Linked DNA regions of Sus scrofa: region 2 is linked to region 1. Evidence: chromatin contacts called from public HiChIP or PLAC-seq data. All regions are on one chromosome and are shown on one strand. Each heading gives the region's core, a stretch centred on a gene start, on an enhancer-like site or on the middle of the called end of the contact. The rest is flanking DNA. Distances are from core to core; before and after follow the strand shown.

Evidence for each region. HiChIP or PLAC-seq counts read pairs in DNA pulled down with a chosen protein or histone mark.
Region 2: an H3K27ac HiChIP or PLAC-seq map of alveolar macrophages shows a contact between it and region 1. The contact joins the promoter of LOC110261337 here to the promoter of LOC102158443 in region 1. A contact is called at or near these places in 1 of 47 Hi-C or Micro-C datasets (heart right ventricle) and 1 of 2 datasets of contacts at active chromatin or transcription factors (alveolar macrophages).

What each region holds. Positions count from the first base shown.
Region 1 is chr6:62,736,469-62,743,267 of Sscrofa11.1, forward strand. It overlaps LOC102158443 (zinc finger protein 606), which reads right to left and starts at 3,269. Exons shown (of 8, transcript XM_013998898.2): 1 at 2,116-3,269.
Region 2 is chr6:63,120,794-63,127,274 of Sscrofa11.1, forward strand. It overlaps LOC110261337 (tigger transposable element-derived protein 1-like), which reads left to right and starts at 3,141. Exons shown (of 3, transcript XR_002345404.1): 1 at 3,141-3,224. It overlaps MZF1 (myeloid zinc finger 1), which reads right to left and starts at 3,232. Exons shown (of 6, transcript XM_021097358.1): 1 at 3,155-3,232; 2 at 88-522. The coding sequence starts at 483.

The sequences.
Region 1 (6,799 bases), core at 2,019-4,518:
CATCAATAAAAAAAACTCATCATACTAAGAAATACAGTATGTTTTACAAACCAAAGAAGTCAGTTTCACATATGCAAAGACATGAGCAGTAGCAAAAATATAACAGATGAAAATGTGCAGGATGCAGTTAAAACAAAGCTCAAAGGCAAATGTGTAGCTATACGTGCAAGCATTCAAAAGGAAGGGTTACGATGAATGACCTAAGCTTCCATCTCAAGAAGTCAGGAAAAACAAAAGTAAACCGAGCAAAGGAAGGAAATAATAAAGTGGGGAAACCAATGGAATGAAGGAGAAAAAATACAGTCATGACAACATACGCATGCAGAGCATTCGATAAAAACACCCATCATGATAAAGGCTCAGCAAACCAGGAAGAGAGTAGCTTCAATCAGATGTTAGTTTTAGGTATGATTTCTACTGTTCCTTAATTTCATTTTCTAATTATTTGTTGCAAGTCCATCTTCAACCTACACACGGCTTGTGGCAACGCCAGATCCTTAACCCACTGAGCAAGGCCAGGGATGGAACCTGCATCCTTGTGGATACTAGCTGGGTTCTTAAGCCACTAAGCCACAACAGGAACTCCTAAAAGGAACGTTTTTTCCTATGAAATGGTAACAGACAACTGGATAGTTATAAGAAAAAATAAATCCTGGAGTTCCCATTGTGGCGCAGGGGAAACAAGTCTGACTAGTATCCTTGAGGACAGGGGTTCGATCCCTGGCCTTGCTCAGTGGGACAGGGATCCAGGATTGCTCTGAGCTGTGGTGTAGGTCACAGGCTCAGATCCCGCGTGGCTGTGGTGTAGGCTGGCAGCTGTAGCTCTTGTTTGACCCCTAGCCTGGGGACTTCCATATGCGGTTGGTGTGGCTGTACAATGCAAAAAATAAATAAACAAATGAATAAATAAATACACAAATCCCTTGTCTACTACCTCACACTTACATAAAAATTAAATCAAGGTGGAGATTACATTTTCATGTAAAAGCAAAAACTGTACAACTACCAAGAGGAAACAGGAGAATATATTTGGAGTTTTGGCACAGTCAAAGATTTCTCTGAACATTTAAGAAAAAAGGAAAGAAAGGAGTTCCCGTCGTGGCTCAGTGGTTAACGAATCCAACTAGGAACCAGGAGGTTGCGGGTTTGATCCCTGGCCTCGCTCAGTGGGTTAAGGAACCAGCGTCGCCGTGAGCTGTGGTGTAGGCTGCAGATGAGGCTCGATTCCCACATCACTGTGGCTGTGGTGTAGGCTGGCAGCTACAGCTCTGATTAGACCCCTAGCCTGGGAACCTTCACACACCACGGGAGCAGCCCAAGAAAAGGCAAAAAGACAAAAATAAATAAATAAATAAAAGTTTTTTTAAAAAGGAAAGAAAGAAAACACAAAACGCATAACCTAAAAGAAAAAAATAATAAAATCAGACCTTAGTAATCCATGACCCAGAAATTTCACCCCTAATTTTGCAAGAGCAATAAAAACACAGGTCCACTCAAAGCTCTGTATAAGAATGTTCACAGCAGCATCAGTCACAACAGCCCCAAACTAGAGCAAAGCTCAACGTTCATCAACAGAACAGATAAACTGCTGCTCATTCAAAAACTGAAATACTACTCAACAGGGTAATTCCAAAATGAAGATTAAATAAGAGCAGTATCAGGCAAACACAAAGTGGGGGAATTCTGTCACTGCGAAATAAATGACAAAGCGAGCTCTTTAGGCAAGAGGAAAATAAGCCTGGGAAGAATTATGCAAGTGAAGAGGAGTGAAGAGCAGGACAAAGGGTAGATATGAAGGAAATTATAAACAGGCTATAAAGATCCTGTCCCCATCCAACCCGGGCAGCATCTTGGGAGAGGCCTCTGTCCATCACCCATGGCTCTACCGCGGGTTCTAGCTGGGCACCGAGAGCTGGCTTGGGGATCCAGGGCCCTGTCCAAGGGAGCGATCAGGCTGTGAGGCTCCGGTTCACTGATCCCGCGCGCCCGGCCAGGTCACACCCGCTCTGCTGAGACCCCAAGCAGAAGTCGACGCAAGGCACAGCCCCGCCGCGTGACGAGATGCCCAAAGGTCTCCAGCACACGTCTCAGTGCAGCCATGTCCTCGAAGGTTACCTGCCCCCGAGATGTCACCCCTGTGTGCGCGCAAACAAGACCCTTTTCTTTGCAAAGCTCCCAGAAGGTCAGGGAAGGGCCACATGAGGACGCGAGGAAGGACTCTGGTGGACAGAGATGTCCTGAGCGCTCTGGCTTCCGAGAGGTACCTGTGGCTTTCCGGGGGTGCTGCGGGTGTGCCGCAACCATTTGGAGGGGTGCCTCCGTACTACCGAAACCTTTACCCCCTAAGAATCTCATTCACTTCTCGGGAAACGAGGGATCCTCCCCAAGTTCCGAAGGTACAGTCCGCCTTTGGGATTCCTCTTCCTCTTGGTGCCACCAGGTATAAAACGCCGACCACGTTACGAACGGTTGATGACGTTAACATCCGCCAGGGGTTCTCTGGGCTTGGGCGCAATACCGAGTCTCAGACAGAAACACCCGTAAACCTCGAAAGAGCCTAAGAGAGCAGCTGCTACTTCCTGCGGTGCTTTTAGTCTTTCCACGAGAGCCGGGGCTCAGAAAGCGCTCAGGTTTTGGAACACAGGTTACCTGCTTCAACAGAACCGAGGAGACATGAGTCCTCTTTGGGCAAATCTTTCCAGGCGATGAGAAGACCGGAACCGCGCGTCGCTTGAATGGGTGGACGCTCCACGCGGGTCACGCGTTTTCGCGCTGATACCTTCATGCGGCGGACACACTCGCGGACTGCAGACCAGGCGGCGTCCTCTACGTCCCTTCAGCCCTCCTCGGCCACGACGACAGGCGGAGGGTCCCCGGTTGGGGGAGACACGCCCTCCGGCCCTGGGTTCAGACCCCGTGGGTCAGGAGGGAGGGCGCGGCCACGCACCGGGAGCCGGGCTGCCAGGAGCCCCGCGGCCGAGGTCGCGACCAAGTCAGGGCAAGAAGCGAGGGGGCAGCGTCGAGGGCGGCCAGGCGCTCTCACGGGGGAGGAGCCGGGGCCGAGATGCCGGCCGGATCCGCGGCCCTCCGGAGGGGTACTCGGGACCCCAGGCCGCGGCGGCCTTCGGCGGGAACTACCACGGCCGGGAGGCCCCGCGGCGCCACCGCCGGACGTACGCGAGGGCGCCGCAGCCGCCCAGGAGAGGCCCGCGAGGGCGCCGGTGGACGGAGTCCACTTCCCAGTAGCCCCCGCGGCGGGGCGTCCCGGCCCACGCGAGCGCACGCGAGGGACGCCGGTGCGTGGGGTCGCCGCTGCGCTCACCTCCCAGGGGCTGTAGTGCTACGGCCGGACCGCCACCCGAGGGCGCCCGAGAGCCCGATGACATCTTCCAGACGGCACGGCGATAGGCGCGACCCCCAAAATGAGTGTGCGCGGCCGGACCTTGGCTGGAAATGGAGCTTTCCGGCATTCGGTCCAGGTTCCCGGGCCAGGGCTAGACCACACTTAGACCAGTTTCTCCTGCTGTAGGACACGGAAGCGACACTTGGGCGGGCGTCCACCACAGTCTGCGCGGCCCGAAGATGAGCGTTCTGGGTGTTCTAGGGACTCAAATTCACATTAGCCTTGTCCGCCAGGCGGCGTGCGTGAGTACTTAGAGCTTCTGACTACATCTCCCAGGGCGCTCCGCGATGCCAGTGGGTGGCTCCAGTCTGCGGCCCCTAGGCGCGAGGCATTTCGGGAATTGTAGTCCATTGTCTCCAGGCTTCGGGAGGCCGCTGACGACAGCCTGGTCTCCACACAAGCGGTGGACGATGGTGGAACCTCAGGAGAGTTCCCTTGTGGTGCATGAAGGGAGTCCGGTGCTTGGGTGGCCGCCGTGCTGGTTCTTCTGGCAATTATGACCCGGCTACGGGCGGAAGCAGGGGCGGGGGTCCAGAAACCTGACTACATTTCCCAGAAGGACGCGTGCGTGGCCTCCCCACCCACGTGAGTGCCCGCGGAAGCCCCCAGTGGGTCGGGTCACTGCTGTGCTTGGCCTCCTGGGAGCTGTAGTCCTCAATCCTGACCACAGACCTGGGGGTCCGCAGAGCCAGGCCACCTTTCCCCGAAGGACTGCCTATCGCGTAGTCCACACCTGAGAAATTCTTCCCTACCCCCACCCCCAAAAAGATGCTACCTTCAAAAATATACCTTAGTAGGGACAAAATAAATGTCACCTTGTTTGTTTTATAGGAGACATAGATTTACTTATCTGCCTTTTTTGGGCCACACCCGTGGCATATGGAGGTTCCCAGGCTAGGGGTTGAAGGGGAGCTCCAGCTGCCGGCCTACAGCACAGCCACAGCAATGAGGGATCCAAGCCGCATCTGCAACCTGCACCACAGCTCACAGCAACGTCAGATTGTTAATCCACTAAGTGACGCCAGGGATGGAACCTGTGTCCTCACGGATGCTAGTCAGATTCATTTCCGCTGATCCACGACAGGAACTCCTAGATGTGTTTATTCATTTTTTGGCTGGGCCTGAGGCATATGGAAGTTCCCAGGCCAGGGATCGAACCTGTGCAACAGCAGCTACCTGCACCATTGCAGTGACAATGCTGGATCCTTAACCACCAGGCCGCCAGGGAATTCCTGGGTTTTTTTTGTTTTGTTTTGTTTTTTTAATTTATTTATTATTTTTGCTTTTTAGGGCCGCACCTGTGGCATATGGAGGTTGTCAGGCTAGAGGTTAAATCAGAGCTACAGCTGCCGGCCTATGCTACAGCCACAGCAATTTAGGATCCAAGCCACCTCTGCGACCTACATCACAGCTCACGGTGATGCCAGATTTTTAACCCACTGAGTGAGGCCAGGGATCGAACGCACAACTTCATGATTCCTGAGGGCACAGCGATTCATTTCCACTGCATGAGGAGGGGAACTCCCCTGTTATTTTTTAATGGTTAAAATTTTTCCCAACTAGCAGCAGTGACTGTTATTAGCAATGATTGTGGGCTGAGTTAGATTCCCCTCAAAATTCACATGTTGAAGCCCAACCCCCAGTATCTTAGGAAGCATCTATATTTGAAGGTTAATAAATAGGAAATGAGTAATTAAGGTACAAAAATGTCAAAAGGGTGGGCCCTGATCCAATCTGACGGGTGTCCCTATAGGAAGAGATGAGTAGGACACACACACAGGACACAGCCTCGCGGGACTTGCCCAGAGGGATGACCACACGAGGACAGAGGGAGAGGGCAGCCACCTGCAAGCCAATGAGAGGCCTCAGAAGGAAGCAATGCTGTCAGTACCTTGCTCTTGAATGTCCAGCCTCCAAAACTGGGAGAAAAGTAGGGTCTGCTCTTTCAGGCATCTGTCTGGGAGTTGTGTTGCAGTGGCCCTGGCCACCTGAGATGACAGTCACCACCCTTTCTACCATCCCTGCCTTTGACGATTAAATTGCTGCTTTGAAACACAGTGGGCACCCCCCCCCAAATGGAAAGACCCAGGAACCCACGGTTGGTGAGGGTGCATTCAGTGCTCCCGCCCTAAGCCCGGCCCTTGTGGACACATTACCTCTCCTGGCAAGAGGGACTTTTCCGATGTGATTAAGGGAAGACTCTTGACGTGAGAAGCTGCTCCCGTATTAACCGGAAGGATTCAAAGCCATCAGGTGAGCCCACATAAGTGAGAAGGAAAAGAAGAGAAGGCTGAAATGCGGCGGCAAACGTGAAAAGACTTGGAGTGGGGGTGGGGGGAGGGCTGCCTTGGAAGATGGAAGGAGACCCTGGGGCAGGGGTGCAGCAGCTTCTAGAAGACTGGAGGGCCCCTGGCTGACAACCCGCAAGGAAACAGGGTCCTCGATCCTACCACTGCAAGGAGATGAATTCCGCTGACAACCTCCATGTCCTGCGGGACAACCTACAGGACTAGGTCCTTGCCCTGAACAATTAGCAAAGGATACAGCCCTCCCGACACACTGATTTTAGCCTCTTGAGACCCGAGATGGAGGCCTGGCTGAGACGTGCTATACACGGAACTTCAACCAACAGAAGCATTTGGAGATAATAAATGTGTGGGCTTTTTGTCTTTTGTGGGGTTTTCTTGGTGGTTTTTTTTTTGGTCTTTTTAGGACCACACCCACAGCACATGGAAGTTCCCAGGCTAGGGGTTGAGTCGGAGTTGTAGCTGCCGGCCTACACCATAGCCACAGCAACACAGGTTCTGAGCCACATCTGTGAGCTACACTGCAGCTCCCCTCAATGCTGGATCCTTAGCCCACTGATCAGGCCAGAGATCGAACCTACATCCTCATGAGGTTCTTAACCTGCTGAGCAACAGTGGGAACTCTTGCAATCAGATTCTTAATCTGCTTCATCCCAGTGGGAACTCCAGTCCATTTTATAAATAGCGAAAAGCAACCAAAATTTCGAGGGCCCACTAGGTACCAGCTGGCCCTGCCCTAAGAGAGTTACACAGACAGAGTCATTTTGTCCCCATGTCAAGTCCAGAAATGCACAGTGGCCCAACACCCATTTTATAGATGGGGAAACGGGGGCTCAGAGGGAGGAAGCCAGGCATGGATCAAATACTTCAGGTCTCCAGGAATCTCCAAACTTTATCATTCTCAGTCATTGCAGGGTATTATTTATTATTATTTGCTTCTTAGAGAAAGTTCCCGGGCTAGGGGTCGAACAGGAGCTATAGCTATCAGCCTACGCCACAGCCGAGTCTGCGACCTACACCACGGCTCACAGCAACGCAGGATCCTTAACCCACTGAGTGAGGCCAGGGATCAAACTCAAGTCCTCATGGA
Region 2 (6,481 bases), core at 1,891-4,390, 380 kb after region 1:
GGACCAGTGTCTGGCTGAGCCTGGCACCCGCAGGATGAGGAAGAGATGGATACTCTTCCAGTCCCGACCCCAGGGCCACTGACTCACCCATCTCCGGGGCCCTCCTGGCTCCCGGCGCAGCCCCTCCACCAGGGCAGCGGCCTCCTCAGGGCTGCCTGGCTGCTGTCTCTGCACGCGGGCCTGGATCTCAGGCGGCAGCACGCCCAGGAACTGCTCCAGCACCAGCAGCTCCAGCATCTGCTCCTTGGAGTGCACCTCGGGCCGTAGCCACTGGCGGCACAGCTCCCGCAGCCGGGCCAGGGCCTCGCAGGGCCCCACTGCCTCCTCGTAGCGGAAGTGCCGGAAGTGCCGTCGTGCAGCCTCTGGGCCGGGATCCCATGGAGCAGCCTCGCCCTCCTCCTCAGAGTCCTCCAGCTTCACCGTGACAGGTCCCTCATCCTCTGGGGGCGCGTGGCCTGGGGAGCCCAGGGCTGCGGGCCTCATCGCAGAGTCCAGGCTGGGGCTCTGAGGCCGGTGTCCACCCTGCAGGAGGAATGGGATGAGGCTGCTGTGACTGTAAGAGAGCAGCCGGGAGTGAGAAAGCTTAGCGATCCTGCTCAGCCACCGGCCAGCCCTGTCCTGAGCTAGTGAGTGACCGTCGGCTCCTCCCTCCCCCTTTCTCTGTATAAAAGGAGCCTGAGTTCTGAGGATGGAAGATGGCTTTTTGAGACACTAGTCTGCCACCTTCTCGGTCTGCTGGCTTTCCGATTAAAGCCTTCATTCCTTGCCTCAACAACTTGTTTCCGAATTTACTGGCCTCTTGTGCAGTCAGCAAAGCGAACTTGGGTTTGGTATCACGATGAGGACAAACAATGGTGGTGGATATGCTTATGGAGAGTCTCCCGCGCGCTGTGCTGTTCCCGTGGTGGCAGGCAGGTGAGGAAACTGAGGCACAGGGAGGCGGTCACGGGCCAAGGACCAGCGGGGCTGCGGAGCCCTCTGTGAGTCCCAGTGTGGCCTCTCTAGCTGGGCCTGGGCAGTCTCTAGCAGCTTCTTGCTCCAAACACAGGCTGCTGCTTAGGCCTAGACAGCACCTCCTCTCTCCCTAAATCCCACCCTTCCACATACACCAGCTAACCCCTGCCCTGCTGCCCTCTCGCTGGCAGGTGGATGACACCTCCAGCACCCACTGCCTGGTTACTACCCCTCCCAAAGTAGTGCCAAAGAGCAGCCTCCCTCCACCTGTCCCAGCCATATCTGTGCAAGGTCACCTGCATGGCCCAGCCCCCAGAAAGCATCCCCCCCATTCATCCCCATTCTCACAACTTACCACAACACTAAATGCCCCATTATCTCCTCAGTTTCCCGATTTAGGCGGGGCTGAGGTAATAGGGGTTTGGGCGTGGGTGGGGGTTGGCTACAAAGGCTTAGAGACCCCTGGACTCATAGCCTGCAAGCAAAGTCGGAGAGTCCTAACCTTGGCATGTCGCTGTCTCTCTGGGAACCTCAGTTTCCCCATCTGCAAAGGGGGACGGTCCCCCAACTTCCCCTCCACTCGCGCTGCTCCTTCTGCAGCAGGAGGTAAAGTGCAAGATTTGTGAAGAAATCTGAGTTTATTGATGGTGTGAATTCGGGTTCGAAGGCCGTCTGATCCTGGGAGTCTATCCTTCACTCCTCAAGATTCCAAGTCAACCGAAACCTCAGGAGAAAGCTGGGCCTTAGCGATCGAGCCGGCCCTTCGGAGCTCGATAAACTACATTTACCAGAAGTCTTGGCTGGCCATGTCTGCTTTAGGAAGCCGGGGCAGGTCCGGGTGCCGCCATGGCAACTGGGGGCGGGGTTTCCAGATTCCGTCGCCGTGGCAACGGCCAGGGATTGGCGAGCTTCGCACAACAGCACTGAGCCGGTCCACAGGGAGCGCCCAGGCCCCTGCTCCGCGCTCCTGGTCCCGCTGGGCCGCCGCCCGGGTCCCTGCCCGCACCTTCCCGATCGAGGGGCGCCCGCCCTCACCTCCGCACTCAGCGGGCCGCTCCGTGCTCCTGAGCATGCGCGCTCCCGACTTCCCCCGCCCCGACGGACTTTGTCTCCCAGAATGCTCCACGCACCAGCCCGGGCGCCGCCTCGCCCTTCCCGCAAGCTCGTCTCAGTTTCCGCCCTCCTCCCGCTGTCCCCCGGGGCAGCGTCGTTCGCCACGATCGGATCACACTCCGGGCCGCGCCTTCCTGCGCTCCCAGCCTCACATCCAAGCGTCAGGGGCCCGTCGACGCGCGCAAGCTTCCCAGGGGGCAACAGGAGGCAGCACCGCCTGCCCAACAGCGCATGCCCTCCACAACGTCTTCCTCCATTCTCTACGCGGCTCCTAGGGATTAGCAGGACCCTGAACCAATCACGGCCCTCGCTTGGATTCCGTCAGCCCCTTTCTCCATGGCAACCCCCTGCAGAGACTGGGCCACCCGTGCCGTCGCCCACAGGACCGCAAGCGAGCCTCTCGCGCTTTCGCCCGGGAGAGGGGCTTAGCCCAGCCGTTTCTGGGAGGCGTGGCGGCCGGCCCTCTGCGCGCGTGCGCGCAACGCGAAGATGCTCTTTTGTGCCAGCGGACCGTAGGCGGCCCGGGCGTCTCCATGGTAACCGCGCGGGTGGTGCCGGCGCTTTCCAGTGCAACCATGGGTACCCGCAGGCGTCTGCAGGAGGATGGGAGAGATGGGAGGAGGTGATGCCGAGCGAGAGAGACTGCGAGGACTGACAGACAGACACTGAGGAGCGGGGGCGGGGCAGGCTGTGACTAGAGACAGTGAAAGTAAGTGAACAGCCCCCGGGACAGAGACACGGGCAGGACAGAAAGAACGAAGATTTCTGCTCTCAGAGTCCTAAACTGTGCGATAAGAAGACAGGGAGGCAGGGCTGGGTAGACTTGTGTCAGGACCGTTAACAAGAGGGAGAGAGATCGGGGCGGGATGGAGAGGAAAGGAGAGACAGGAGAGGGAGAATTCGTTTACGGCGACAAGACGTGCAGATCGAGTTTCAAGGGATAGAGATCAGGAGTACAGAAGCAAGAGGCGAGAAAGGGACAGAAATTAGAGGTACAGTAAAATAGATCGAGAGTTTCAAAGACTCGGGGAAAGGTGACAGCAAGAAGAGAGACGGAGCGGGAGGGACGCTTGTGAAGAAAACTTACACAAAACTTGACAATAAGACAAGAAAGATGTCTGGAAGCCTTCGCACCATCTCTGCCAAGTCTCCTTCAGGTCATCTGATTTCCTAACCAGAGCAACGACTTCTCACTTCACTGCTTTTGATCAGAGTCCAGATACTGTGAAGTTAGATGCTAACTTGTAGAAGGTTGATAGACTGTAGTGCTTTCTGTTCAGTAGAAAAGGGTACCCCAAGTTTTTTGTTTTTATCACACTGTAGGACACTAAGCAGGATACTAAGTGCTGGGCCTCTCCACTGCCTTGTGAAGCGCTACTAATCCCACTTTGCTATTTTCTTTCTTTGCTTTTTAGAGCCGCACCCGCGGCAACATGGAGGTTCCCAGGCTAGGGGTGGAATCAGAGCTTCAGCCGCTGGCCTACACCACAGCTCACGGCAACGCGGGATCTTTAACCCGCTGAGCAAGGCCAGGGATCGAACCCGCATCCTCATGGGTCCTAGTCGGGTTCGTTAACCGCTGAGCCACGAAGGGAGCTCCCACACTTTTATTTCATTATTCCTTCTTTCTTCTTTCACCCCCTCTGCTGTTCCTTCTCTCTCATATTCCCAGAACCACCTGTGTCACCTTGCTAGTTCCCACCGAGGTAGATAAGTCTTTGACGCGTATGTTTTTTGCTCTTTCGAAATTATGTTTTGACAGTCTGAAAGGGCACAGTTCCCCGGAATGAGGAAACAGTGAGACACCGCCGGGAAGGGAGGGAGATTAGGGAGGACGATGGAGAGAGAGAGAGACTGAAAGTAGAACTCGGGGAAAGACAGGAGAGGTCTTAATGGGCGAGAAAGCCAGCCTTGGGCAGAGGTGGCCTCTGGCGCCCCAGCCTGGACCCCGCGCTCGGCCACCTCGTCGCCGAACTACGTTCCCATATCCCGGCGGGCCCGGGGGACCGCGCAGCGCCGGAGCGCCGTCGGGCGGGCCCCAAGCGGCCCCCTCCAATCCCGGCCGTCGCCTGGCAACCTCCGCTTCCGCCGATAAGATGGAGGCTGGGATCGGCGGCCACCGGGAAGCGGTGCCTGGGGCAGGAGATGGGTTGGGGCCGCAGCCCCGCCGGCCTAGTTGAGGCAGCCGGCCCGCGTCGTGGTCCGGAGATGAGGGCGGTCGGCCGCGGGGGACCCGGGGGCTCCGGCCAAGGGGCTTAGGCGCAGGTACTCTCGGTTCCGGTGGGGGGAAGGGAACGGAGACCTCGGGCCGGCCAATCGGAGCCTTCGGCGGCCCCGCGGCCTTCTGGGAAATGTAGTCTCACGCCTCCCCTGGAGGCGGGCTTGGGGACTTTATATAGAGTAGGAGGGAGAGGATGAAGGATCGAGTGAATGTAACTGAAGTTTGTGGGGAGTTCCTGCTGTGGTGCAGCGGGTTGCCGCAGCCACGGCTTGGATTCGATTCCTGGCCCGGGAACTCCATATGCCACGGGTGCGTCCAAGAAAGAAAGAAAAGGAGTTCCCTTCGTGGCTCAGCGGTCAACCTACCCGACTACGATCCATGAGGCTGCGGGTTCGATCCCGGCCTCGCTCAGCGGCTTAAGGACCCGGCGTTGCCGTGACCTGTGGTGTGGGTCGCAGTCGCGGCTCAGATCTGGCGTGGCTGTGGCTGTGATGTAGGCCGGCAGTTGTAGCTCTGTTTTGACCCCTAGCCTGGGAATCTCCATATGCCACAGATGCTGCAGCCCTAAAAAGCAAGCAAGGGAAAAAAAAAAAAAAAAAAAAAGAAAATTGGAAAATTAGAAAATCATGGGTGAGCAAGCGAAGGCATGAATGTGGAGACGGCGGAATGGGAGCCTGAGCGGTTTGGAATTCAGGGCCCCCACTCGGGGCAGGAAGCCTTTTCTAGACCTGCTTAGACTTTAAGCAAGGCGCAGCCTGTTTCCCTGAAGGTACTCCCCGGTACCGTATCCATTCCCCAAATACAGATTTGTGAGGCATTTGTCCCTGTTTTTCACCCACATTCCTTCAAGAAATTTTCACTGTTTTTATCAAATACTACTTTCACATGATTTGCAGTGCAGAAGGGACAAAGTGAGAAGCCTGCTTCCCACCACTATTTTTTTTTTTTGTCTTTTTGCCTTCTTCTCGGGCCACACCCGTGGCATATGAAGGTTCCCAGGCTAGGGGTCTACTCGAGCTGTAGCCGCCGGCCTACGCCAGAGCTATAGCACACGGCAACGCCAGATCCTTAACCCTGAGCAAGGCCAGGGATCGAACCCGCAACCTCATGGTTCCTAGTTGGATTCATCAACAACTGAGCCACGACAGGAACTCCTCCACTATTTTTGATTTAGTGACTTAGTTGGCAAATGACTACTGGATGTCTCCAAAGTGCCAGGCTCTCTTCCTGGGCCTAGGGACCCAACAGAGTGCTCAGCAGGTACAAGTCCTGCCTTCAAGGTGTGACACAATGCACAATAAAATATAAGTGAAGAGGCTGTTTTGGTCAGGTTACCTCTTTTTTTTTTTTTTTTTTCCTTTTTAGGGCCGTACCTGCAGCATATGGAGGTTCCCAGGCTAGGGGTCAAATCAGAGCTACAGCCATTGGCCCACTCCACAGCAATGCAGGATCTGAGTCGCGTCTGCGAGCTACACCACAGCTCATGGCAATGCTGGATCCTTAACCCACTGAGCAAGGCCTGGGATCAAACCCTCAACCTCATAGTTCCTAGTTGGATTTGTTTCCCGCTGTGCCACGATGGGAACTTTTTTTTGGGGGGGGCTGTGTTTGCAGCATGTAGAAGATCTCAGGCCAGGGATCACACCTGTGTTACAGCAGCAACCCAAGCTGCTGCAGGGACAATGCTGGATCCTTAATCCACTGTGCCGCAAGGGAACTCCTGATTGGGTTACATTTGAGCAGAGACCTGCAAAAGAGGGAATAAGCCATGCAGGTTACGGGAAAATGCCCCCACTATGGGCCTGAGCAGCCAGAAAGCAAAGGTCCTGGGTTGGGAGAGCCTTTCGTCTGGCCAAGGATGTGTTCGGGGGTAAGCAGGTGAGGACGGTGGCTTTTACTCAGAGAGAGGTGGAGGCCTGAGAGGGTTCTAAGCAGAGGAGACTGGATCTGGTTTGGTTCTTCCTGAATCATTCTGGCTGCTGTGAAGAGAGCCACCTCCCCCCCACCCCCGCCCGGTACTCCACGGGACTGGCATGAAATAAGGAGGTTCCTTTCTGTGTGTGTTAGCTTCCTGTGACTGCTGTAATGTATCACTACAGACTTAGTGCGCTAAAACCACACAAACTTATCGTCTTAGAGTCTTGGAGGTCAGAAATCTGAAATGGGCCTTCCGAGCTTAAAATCAAGGTATTG